Linked DNA regions of Sus scrofa: region 1 is linked to region 2. Evidence: chromatin contacts called from public Hi-C data. All regions are on one chromosome and are shown on one strand. Each heading gives the region's core, a stretch centred on a gene start, on an enhancer-like site or on the middle of the called end of the contact. The rest is flanking DNA. Distances are from core to core; before and after follow the strand shown.

Region 1 (5,495 bases), core at 309-2,808, 210 kb after region 2:
CCCCACCCCGCCACCTCGGAATGTGTTTTCCTCTGGATCGTGATTTCCCCTAGATAGCTATTTTCAACCTTTTATATATAGTGGGGGACGGGGGGGGGGGGTAGGTACTTTAAGAATATACCAGTTCCGGACATAAGGTGGGTCTACCCGATCATTGGATGGCCTTAGGAGCACCTGCAGGGGCCTCTCCCATCCCCACTCAGGGTGAGACCCTCCTCATTCTGCTTCTCTCTCTGGGTGCCTCCTCCTTTCCCCTCAGTCCCTCCTCCCAGGCACCCCGCCTCGCCGACCCTTGCCCCCTAAGCTGCTCACAGCCACATTTAGATGGCCCTTGGTACACATTCTGGCACATTTTCCTTCAACCACTGGGCGCTTTTTTTGAGAATGGGTTTCTGCACTAGCCGGCACCCACCCCCACCCCCACCCCCACCCCTCAGGGCAGGAATGTGACTCCTGGCCGAGCTGGGGTCGCGGAGGGTTGGGGAGGGGGCCTTGGCGCAAATGCAATTCAATTGACCGGCCAGCAGCCGGCTCCTCTGGGGGCGCTCACAGCTTGCCGCTCGCCGGCCCGCTTTCTCCCGGAGATGAAAAAGGGAAAGGGAGGAGGCCACTAATGTGAGAAACAGTCCCTCTCCTGGGTCAGCAATGGCGCGGTCCGGGGAGGGGCCGCCCTGGCGCAGTCGTGTCCCTAAGGGCCCCGGCCCAAGAGGCCGCCTTCAGATCCGCAGCCAAGTGAATTGCAATGAAAAATTCATTGGCCTCCACTCTTTCGCGGCCCAGATCCGCACGGAGCACCCCCCTCCCCCCGCCACCCAAGCCAGGCAGGAGCAGCTGGGCTTTAAAGCGGCCGCTCCGCCCGGGATGCGCTTGGCTTCGGGCGGGGGGTGCTCGGTCAGGGAGCCAGGGTTATTCTCCACAATACCAGTGGGAAGCACGCCCTGGGTCTCCAGAACCCTCGAGTGTGTAAACGGACCCCCGACCAGGGCCTAGTCCCCGCCACCAGCTTTAGCAGCCACAACGCAGCCAGAGCGCAAGGCCCTTCCGGGGAGGCGGGGGAAGAGGGGGTGGCCAGGGCGGGCAGGTGTCGCAGCCCCTAGGCCGGGGTGGCGGGGGAGGGCGGGGGCCAGAGTCGGAGAGATGCAACAGAGCCACGGGTTTCTGGAGGCCTGTGCAGCCCCTGCCATCTGGGCACTGCGCAGACAGACGCTGCGTGGGCCCCCGGAGCGAGCCACCTCCGCGCGGCTGCGGGAAGGCTCCACGTCGGGGGCTGCGGGAAGAAACACCGGCCGGGGCTCGCCTGCTGCCCAGGCTCTGCGTGTGGAAGTCATTTTCCTAAAATGACTTTCAATAGCCACTGATGATTTGCTATGGGACACGCAGGACTCTGAGGTGCTACCCTCTGACCTAGCTGGGATGCGCGGCGTTATCCGGCTGTTTTGCTTTGGCCCCAAACGCGCTGATTAGAGAAGTTGGAGATTCAGGTCAGGCTTTCCCAGGACCTCCAGGCCCGGACTGCGCCGGCTCGCGGGCCAACAGCGCCATCTGGTGGTCATGGTCGCACTGCGGCGGGACCAGGCCGAGTGATGTAATGGTCCACGTTTGCCTTCAGAGTGGGCTCTGCCGCAGGGCCCGCGTTGCCCGAGGTTCCCACTCCAGTATTTCCTGTAAATGAGTCATCGCGCAAGGGATTTCTCCATAGGACCCTTGCTATACATTGCAACGGACGTGTCCCTCTTTGCACTCTATTCCAGGGCTTCTGGATTTGAAGCTGAAAGCGAGGAAGAACTCAAAGTCTAAACTCCTTGATTCACAGCTGTGAAGCTGGCTGGTTATGCGACTTTTCCCAGGTCCGGCCACGCGAGGACCAGAATCGCGCCTCTTGGCAGAGTGTTTTTAAGAGCCCTGTGAGTTATGTCGGCTTGGGAACTTATTCGGTCCCTTGGGCCTGCAGAACAGATGCCTTGGTGCCTGAAAAGCCCGGAGCACGCTCTCACTGTCACCTCTCCGCTGCCCCTCTCCGCTTTGCCACTTACCCCAACCCAGGCTAATGTCCTCAGCTGCCTCCTTGTCTGGCACCTCATCCCGCCAAGACTCACTGAGAAGGCCCCTATGCAGAGGACTGATGGGACCAGGGGCAAATTTAGGTGGACTTGCGGCTGCGCCCTCCCTGCAACTCAGGGCTTTCAACATTCGTTGATTCCTGCATTGCAGATGCTGCAAATGCTTCCTTCTGATCTTCAGCTCTTGGCCTTACAAGACCTCACCATTTCAAAAACAAATTCTCCTGCTTTCCAGAGACGAGGTTTGCCTCCTGGGAGCCTCCTCCATGTTGCCTCTTTCGCCCTTAAAATATTTGCATTATCTCTATCTTCTCTTTCTCTATTGCCTCAAGGGGGAGGAAAAAAATCCTTTGTCTTTTCTAAAGCAAATGCATCGACTTTTACCTCTCGCATAAAAGAGTGAGCCCAAATAAAACAGGAAAATAAAAACAGTCAAAAGAGCAAATTGAAGAAGCTAAAGGCAACATTAAGAAACCATCAGTAGTCTCGGGTGCATGAAAAAAATACTGCATAGTGGAGAAAAAGATGCCACCAGAAAAGGAATATTCAGAGATGGCGGGGGGGGAAACCTCCTGGAAATTAGAACACATGATTATAACAGCCAAAGACTCAAAGAAAGGATTCAATGAAAATGTAAGGCGGCTCCAGAAAGTTGAACAAAAAGGCAAAACAATAGAGAGCTAAAAATTAGAAATAAAGCAAGACTAGTCGAAGAGAGTCAGTTACATAATTTGAAAAGCTCAGTGCAAAATGATAATGTTGGGGTCCCTTGTTTAAAAAATCGTTAAGATTTTCAGGCACGGGCTGGTACCGTGAACACGGGTCTCTGGCCCCTCCTCTCCTTCCTCTGGGTTAAGGGATCCTAGCAACCTGAGACCTTAGCAACCTGTGACAGGAGGAATCCTTTTGGTCAGAGTTTTGACCCACAAGAGCTCTGCTTTTTAGACTATTTGGAGGTTAGTGGAAAGCGAGAGCCCCGCCATCAGCTCTGCAAGTTTAAAGCTGAGCTGCCCAGGAGTTCCCGTCGTGGCTCAGTGGTTAACGAATCTGACTAGGAACCACGAGGTTGCAGGTTCGATCCCTGGTCTTGCTCAGTGGGTTAAGGATCCGGCATTACCGTGAGCTGTGGTGTAGATCGCAGACGTGGCTCAGATCCCGAGTTGCTGTGGCTCTGGTATAGGCTGGTGGCTACAGCTCCGATTCAACCCCTAGCCTGGGAACCTCCACATGCCATGGGAGCAGCTCTAGAAAAGGCAAAAAGACAAAAATAAATAAATAAATAAATAAAGCTGAGCTGCCCAGTACAGAGGCCTTAAAGACTATGAGATCAGGACTCAGAAGCATGAGGCTAATGAGACTCAGGTGTGTCTGGTCTGATGGAGACAGATTGTAAGTGTAAAATATACACAGGATTTAAATATTTAGTATAAAAAAATAACATCAATATCCTGTTAATAATTGTGTTGTAGTGATTACATATTGAAGTGATAATGTCTTAGATATATTACGTTAAATATATTATCACAATTTCACCTGTTTCTTTTTACTTTTTAAAAATCTGGCTGTTGGGGGTTCCTATTATGGCTCAACAGGTTAAGAACCCGACTCAGAACCACGAGGACATGGGTTCCATCCCTGGCCTCACTCAGTGGGTCAAGGATCCAGCATTGCCATGAGCTGTGGAGTAGGTCGCAGATGCAGCTCGAATCTGGCATTGCTGTGGCTGTGGTGTAGGCCGGCAGCTGAAGCTCTGATTCCACCTCTAGCCTGGGAACTTCCACAGCCCTAAAAAGACAAAAAAAAAAAAAGCTGCTATCGAAAAAATTTTAATGTGGCCTGTATTTTTATTGGACGGCACTGGTCTTTATTACCGAGCGACAGTCACTAACCCAGTAGTTACTTCTATGTTTTGTTTCTGCCTTCTTATCACAGAGTTTCGGGGCAGCTGACTTGGCCCAAGCCATATCCATCAGTTTCCAAAGAAGAACATAGAAACTACTCTAGGTATTTCAAACGGATGGAGATGTAGTGTAGGGAATTAGGTTACCAGATCATTATAAAGGCGGGAAGAGCTAAACAGGAAGGTGGTGTTTCCTGAAATCCAGAACTGCAGAAAGCTGCCACCACTCTGTAGAGGAGCCAGGGCTCATGGGAGCCTACCCCACTCACCCTGCCCCATTGTTCAGCAGCTCCAAGAACTCACGGTCAAGTGTGGGCTACACCAGGGCAGGAGTCTGCTGATGGTGTTGCCGCTGTGGGCACCACGTAGCAGCTGACAATCACTCTCTGCTGTCACTGGGCTAGAGGACACGATATTGTTGTTGAGAGGGCCTGCCAGAAACATAGTGGCTTCTGCCTTTTCACTCTTTCTACTTTCTGTGGATGCCTCCAACTGGCAGGCTTCAATAGAGTTTGGCTGGATATGAAGTCTGGAGAATGTAGTTTGCAAGCTTCTAGCCCTGGCAGCGAGAAGGAAAGGATGATGGGATGAGGCACAGAGGTTTCCTATAGAGTCTCTTCTAGTAGATCAACGTGGCAAATATCATTGAATGTACTGGGAGGAAAGTCTTTGGCTGAATGGGGATGAATTATTGATAAGGACCCAGAAAACAAAGAGAGCACTGGAAATTTAAAACTAAGTCAACTGGATTTCCCATTGTGGCTCCGTGGTTAACGAACCCAAAAACCCGACTAGTATCCATGTGGGCTCGGGTTCAATCCCTGGCCTCACTCTGTGGGTTAAGGATCTGGTGTTGCTGTGAGCTGTGTGTATAGGTTGCAGCCCAGGCTCAGATCCCATGTTGCTGTGGCTGTGGTGTAGGCTGGCAGCTACAGCTCTGATTTGACCCCTAGCCTGGGAACCTCCATATGCCTCAGGTGCATCCCTAAAAAAAAAAAAAAAAAAAAAAAAACTTAAGTCAACTGTAAACTCCAGGAAAAACAAAAGTTTTACAGTAAAGAAATATAATCACATACTGGGTTCAGCTATGAACACTGTTTCTATGTTCATAAAAACATCAATTCCTAATATTAATTTACTGAAAGTAATACACGATTGTACTGAGGTGATGGGGTATGTGAAAGAGGTAGGTGAATTTGAACTGTAAATCTTCATCCTCCATGGTAGTAATTCGAGACATAAATATAACCTTGGGAGAGAACATCAAGAAAGAGCAGTATGAGATGGTCATTTCTGTGTTTGAAGGTGTATCCATGAAGAAACAACTGCATAGTTAAAACAATGAGTGGGGATGTAGGATGGGGAGCAGGGCAATGACACTGCTGGTTGTGGTGATAAGCTCTCGGAAATTATACAATTTGTTCCAACGACATACATGTTCCTTTGAAAAAATAACATTTAATAAGTTTTTAATTTCCTAAATAAGGAAAGCTCCTTCCCACCACCCCAAACACTTCACTTCTCATGAGACACTC
Region 2 (5,017 bases), core at 2,473-4,972:
TAGAGAACGATTTCCAGGGTGGGGGCGGAGAGTGGAGGGAAGCCAGTCAGAGGGCAGCTGAAGGACGTGGGTACCGCATCATCTCTCTCCCGGACTCTGGAGGAAGATGAGTGGAGGGATGAAGGGTCGGAGCAGGAAGGAGAAGCAGTACAGGCTTGGTCAGGTGTGAGAAGCCGGTTCTCAGGGAGAGGGTGGAGCCAAAGGTGACCCCAGGTAACGTCATTCTTTACCAAAGGGCTTTTAAGTGCCTACTAGGTGCCAGGCACTGTTTTGGATGCTGGGTACGCAGCCACGAGAGGAGCAGTTGTTCCCTGCAACCCTGAGACTCACGACCAAGCTGCAAGGCTGGGTGAGCCGCTGCTTTGAAAGGCATCTGCTCCGAAAGAGCAGGACCTGATGTGGTTCACTGCCACGGAGATTTACCCTGGGAAGCTAGGTTTTGTTTGTTTTCATCTTCCTTAACCCCAAAGCATGCGTTAACTCATTAGAGAGAAGACAGAATACCTGCAGTCTTTAAGAAAAAAATAATGGACATCGCATCTCTACGACGGAGGCGACATTGGGTGGAGAACGTAACGCTACCCTGTAGGTTTGTTCACGTCGCTGATCCAATTCCTAAGGACCAGGAGGTGGGGGAATCAGAGCACGTGGGTCGGAGTTCCAGGTTGTCTGCGGGGGAATAAGGACTACTGCTGGCACTTATCTCCTGTGCTGCGTGGCTGCTCTCAGACGCAATCCCGAGCCCCCCAGGACCCTCTCCTGGGTTCCACAGGAAGCCCCTTCCAGGCTCTGGTGCCCTGTGAATGGCTCTGGCCACCGGGCGGCTCTGGAGGCAGATGGGGAGGGGGCATGTTGGGTCTCTCTATTGCTCTCTGATTCTTGGTGGCTGAGTCTTCCTACTGGCTCTGGCTCTCAGGAGCAGCTCCGGGTTCTGGAGAGCCCTCCTCCCCTTCCATGGGCCTGTGTGCTGGCAGCTTTCTGACTCTGGAGTTGCCTCCTTCTGCCACCTGTTTGGCTTCTTCTTTATTCTCTCACCACTATAGCCAATTCCTGTGATTAAGCTTCCATTGCTTACAAAACCTACAGAGGGTCTAGTTTCCACCATGGACCCTGACCCTGTAAGGGCTCAGGTCTTGTCCTGATTCTTTATGTTGGCTGGAGGCATTATGTCTATTTAACATGTGGGGAAACTGGGGCTCAGAGAGCTTAACCAGCTCTGCATTACAGAGCTATCAAGCTGCAGAGCCATGATTTGAACCCAGGTCTGTTTGCTCAGTCCAGCGCTCATGTCTGGGGAAGCTAATCAACCTCTCCTGGTCTATTTTCCATCTGCAAACTGGAAATTATAAAAGGTGAGGATTAAATAACAACACATGAAGGGCATATCATGAACAGAACAAATTGTAATTATCATGGGTTTTATGGTATCTAATGGTTACAACAGCAAATAAAACGTGTTAAAACTATTTTATTTTAATTTCTGAGCATGACACTCTGGTGTCTCTTCAGGGCTTATAAATCTTCTGCCTTCTAATTTCCGAGTATGAAACAGAACGGGGCTGCCTGTGGGTCATGGCCCAGGGATTTGCTCCACAGGCGCTTACTGAGCACCACTTAAGTGCCAGGCACTGATCTAGGTACTGAAATCCAGCGATGTCTGCCCAGGTTCTTGAAGCACACAGCCCAGGGGCATAAACGACAATAAACAAATAAATACGTGTGATGAATGCTGAACAAAGATGAAAAAACAAAGCAACTTTGGGGGACAGAGAGTGGTGGGGGTGGTGCTAATTTGGAGTGACCAGAGCAGGACTCTCTGGTAAGGTGACATGGAGCAGAGACGGGAAAGCATAGAGGAGATGAGCTGTGCAAACACTGAGAAGAGCCCTGCGGTACGTGCAAAGGTCCTGGGGAAGCTTTGCTGGCATGCTCCCGGAAGTCCATGCACCTGGAGCAGAGAGGGCGCTGGAGAGAGCTGTGGGAGATGGGGCGACAGGGCCTGGAAATCAAGGATGGTCTTGCAGGTTCTTGTCAAGAGTTTGGAATTTATTCTTCTCTGCTTTTTGGTGGAGGAGCCTCGCCTTCAGCATGGGGAAGTTCCCAGGCCAGGGACTGAACCCGTGCCACAGTAGTAACAATGCCAGATCCTTAACCCACTGACCCACCAGGGAACTCCTATTCTTCTTGAGAAAAGAAATCACTAGAATAGAGACATGATCTGCCTTTTTTTTTTTTTTTTTTTTTTTTCTCTTAAAGGGCCACATCTACAGCATATGGAAGTTCCCAGGCTAGGGGTCAAATTGGAGCTGCAGCTACACCACACCACAGCAACACCAGATCCAAGCCGAGTCTGTGACCTACACCACAGCTCACGGCAATGCCGGATCCTTAACCTACTGAGCGAGGCCAGGGATCGATCCCATGTCCTCATGGATACTAGATGGGTTCTTAATATGCTGAGCCACAACAGGAATTCCTCTGCCTCACATAATTTTAAAAAATCACTTTGCTTGCCGTGTAGAGACTGTGGGGGAGCAGTCTAGGCTGCTGTGAAGATCTCTTGACTTCCCAAGCTTTTTGATCATGAAAATCCTTCCCAGAGAAGACAAATTAGAGATAATGCTAAAATATTTACATCCCTGGGAAAGAGATTCGTTTGCTTAAATGCCTTACTCTGTGATATGAAAACTCATTACCGTACTCTTCCGAAAAACTGGTTTTCACGGCTGGGAGAGAAGCAGACACTGAAACAGGGAAACTTGCTCAGAAGAGATGGTGTGAAAAATGTGGCTGCTTGGTTTGTCTACACCATAGTTTTTTTCCTGGGAAACCTCTAAGCCTTGAGGTTCCAAGGTTCTGACAATCCATTGGGGTTTAAATCCTCCTGGATCTAGCGATGCTGGGGAGGGAGAGTGCAAATATGCATCAGACGCTGATGGATTTCATGAGTATAAACCAAACTGCACCCAGCTCTGTGTCCCCCCGAGCTCCAACTGTTATGGGACAGTTTCAACTGACAAGGGATGTTTCCACATTTCCTGGGGCTCCGCCATCCTCAGGCTGGGCTCTGGAAGCCCAAGGCAGGTTTGGATGGGGCGGGGAAACGCACTTTGGATGGAAAGGACAGATCCGTGACCTGGCGCACCCAGCTAGCAGCTCTGGGGCCTCCCTGTTTCTCCACCAGCTTCAGGAAACATGCTTTAAGGAATTCTCTCTTATAGGAACTGAATCCCTCAAGTTCCACTTGTTTGTGCTGTATCCATCATGTAAGCAGCCTGAGGCTTATAGGTCTTAGAGATTTAGAAAGTGGTGTCCTTAGCCAGCAAAGGTAAGATCAGAAGTTTAACTGAATGGCAAGCAAAACAGACTTCGGGTGAAAAAAGTCGTGGAAACAGTCAATTCTTGTTAATAATTTAATGGCAACAATAATGGGACTAAGAACAGATCATGGGTAATCCTGATAAAATACGTGTCTGTCTTTGGAACGCACATCCACGCATGCAGTACCTAACAGCAAGCGGGAAATGAGTGCGTATCACCAGAGATTAAACCCGTTGTTGGTGGGGCAAAAATCAACGCGGAAATACCCTAGGAAATAAGACGAGGTCCATGTGGTATAGTCTGCAGGTGTAAATCGACACGACACGCTCCACACGCACTGAAAGAGATATTTACGAGCCCGCACTGGGGCGACGTGGTACCACTCAACCTGGTGGAGACAGGGCGCGTGGAGAAGAGTGATAAGCTTCCTGTACTCAGTGAGTTGATAAGCAAACATCTGAGTTTAGGCTGTAACTCAAGTCGGATTAATGTCACGTGAGAGTAACCCTCCAAGAGCAGCGGGTGGCCAGCAGCGCCAAGGATGACTTTATCTTCAGGACCAAACAACACAGAGAGCGTGAAGGACAGTGGAAAGAACGCGATGCAGGATGCACTGGATCAGGTCACGCGTGTGTATGTTATGCGTGGGTATCACTGGCTTACAACACATGTTCCAAGGTGCCTTACGAACTGACCATGGCTTACATTTACAAGCATCATAAAATGTCTTCTACTCAGGCCAGATCTTCACAAGTGACATCCATCAATTACCTAAGTGACTCTGTCGAAGACGGTGTTTAAACAAGGATGCCAAGGAACCATGTTTGGTCCATGTCCTGGTTTGGTCCAGCGCCGCCCCCACCCCACCCCCTGGGGACTCCTCTGGGGAGAAGGATTCTACTTTTCCCCAAGGCCTTGAGATATATTCCAACTTTCCTTCATTTCCTCCAGTAACTCTTTACCCACTATTCTGCCTACCATCTTTTTTTCTTTTTCTTTTTTGTCTTTTTAGGGCTGCACCCATGGCATATGGAAGTTCCCAGGCCAGGAGTCGAATCGGAGCTATAGCTGCCAGCCTTCACCACAGCCACAGCAATGTGGGATTCAAGCCGCATCTGCAACCTACCCCACAGCTCAAGGCAACACTGGATCCTTAACCCACCGAGCAAGGCCAGGGATCGAACCTGCATCCTTATGGATAAGAGTCGGGTTTGTTTCTGCTGAGCCACAACAGGAACTCCATGGTCTTTAAGTTTCTTAAGACGAGCAATACTTTTTGAGCTCTCTCTCTTTGGAAGACCAGTATCAATTCTTCGAAATAACCTCTAGATGCTCTCTGCACTAGGCCACATCCTCGCTCTACGAGGGGCAAGACACGGCCCATCCCCTCCAGAAGCATCGGCTCCAGAGAAGACAGCACTGGGGGGGGGGGGAGCAACAGTCCAGGAGGAGCTAGATTCCTTGTATAGCAAGTCACGCAAACGGGATCCAGGGCTGGAGAAACCAGGACATCATTGGAGCAGGAATGACTGAGCAAAAAAGGCCCGCTTCACGGTGTCACATAAATCTAGGGGAAAGCATGCAAGATTTCTCCCTCACTCCTTCTCTTTTTTTATGGCCACACCGGCGCCATATGGAGTAACTTCCAAAGATGATTTTACCTTATACTTGTGTCCTAAATAATCGGGGCTGTGAT

Evidence for each region. A called contact is a pair of places that touch in the nucleus more often than the background predicts.
Region 1: a contact with region 2 is called in a Hi-C map of fetal liver, with 2.7 times the contacts expected there. The contact joins two enhancer-like sites. A contact is called at or near these places in 3 of 47 Hi-C or Micro-C datasets (embryonic fibroblasts, fetal liver and psoas muscle).

The regions. Positions count from the first base shown.
Region 1 is chr7:4,071,398-4,076,892 of Sscrofa11.1, forward strand. No RefSeq gene overlaps it. Among named protein-coding and RNA genes, the nearest start is that of LY86, 34 kb to the right of the region's middle. Within about 2 kb of position 1,559, at least 23 of the 83 cell types and tissues checked have an H3K27ac peak or open chromatin away from gene starts, as enhancers often do. A contact at or near this core is called in fetal liver, where this site is marked.
Region 2 is chr7:3,863,594-3,868,610 of Sscrofa11.1, forward strand. The region is part of intron 3 of F13A1 (coagulation factor XIII A chain); the gene reads right to left. Among named protein-coding and RNA genes, the nearest start is that of MIR9841, 31 kb to the left of the region's middle. Within about 2 kb of position 3,723, at least 2 of the 83 cell types and tissues checked have an H3K27ac peak or open chromatin away from gene starts, as enhancers often do. A contact at or near this core is called in fetal liver, where this site is marked.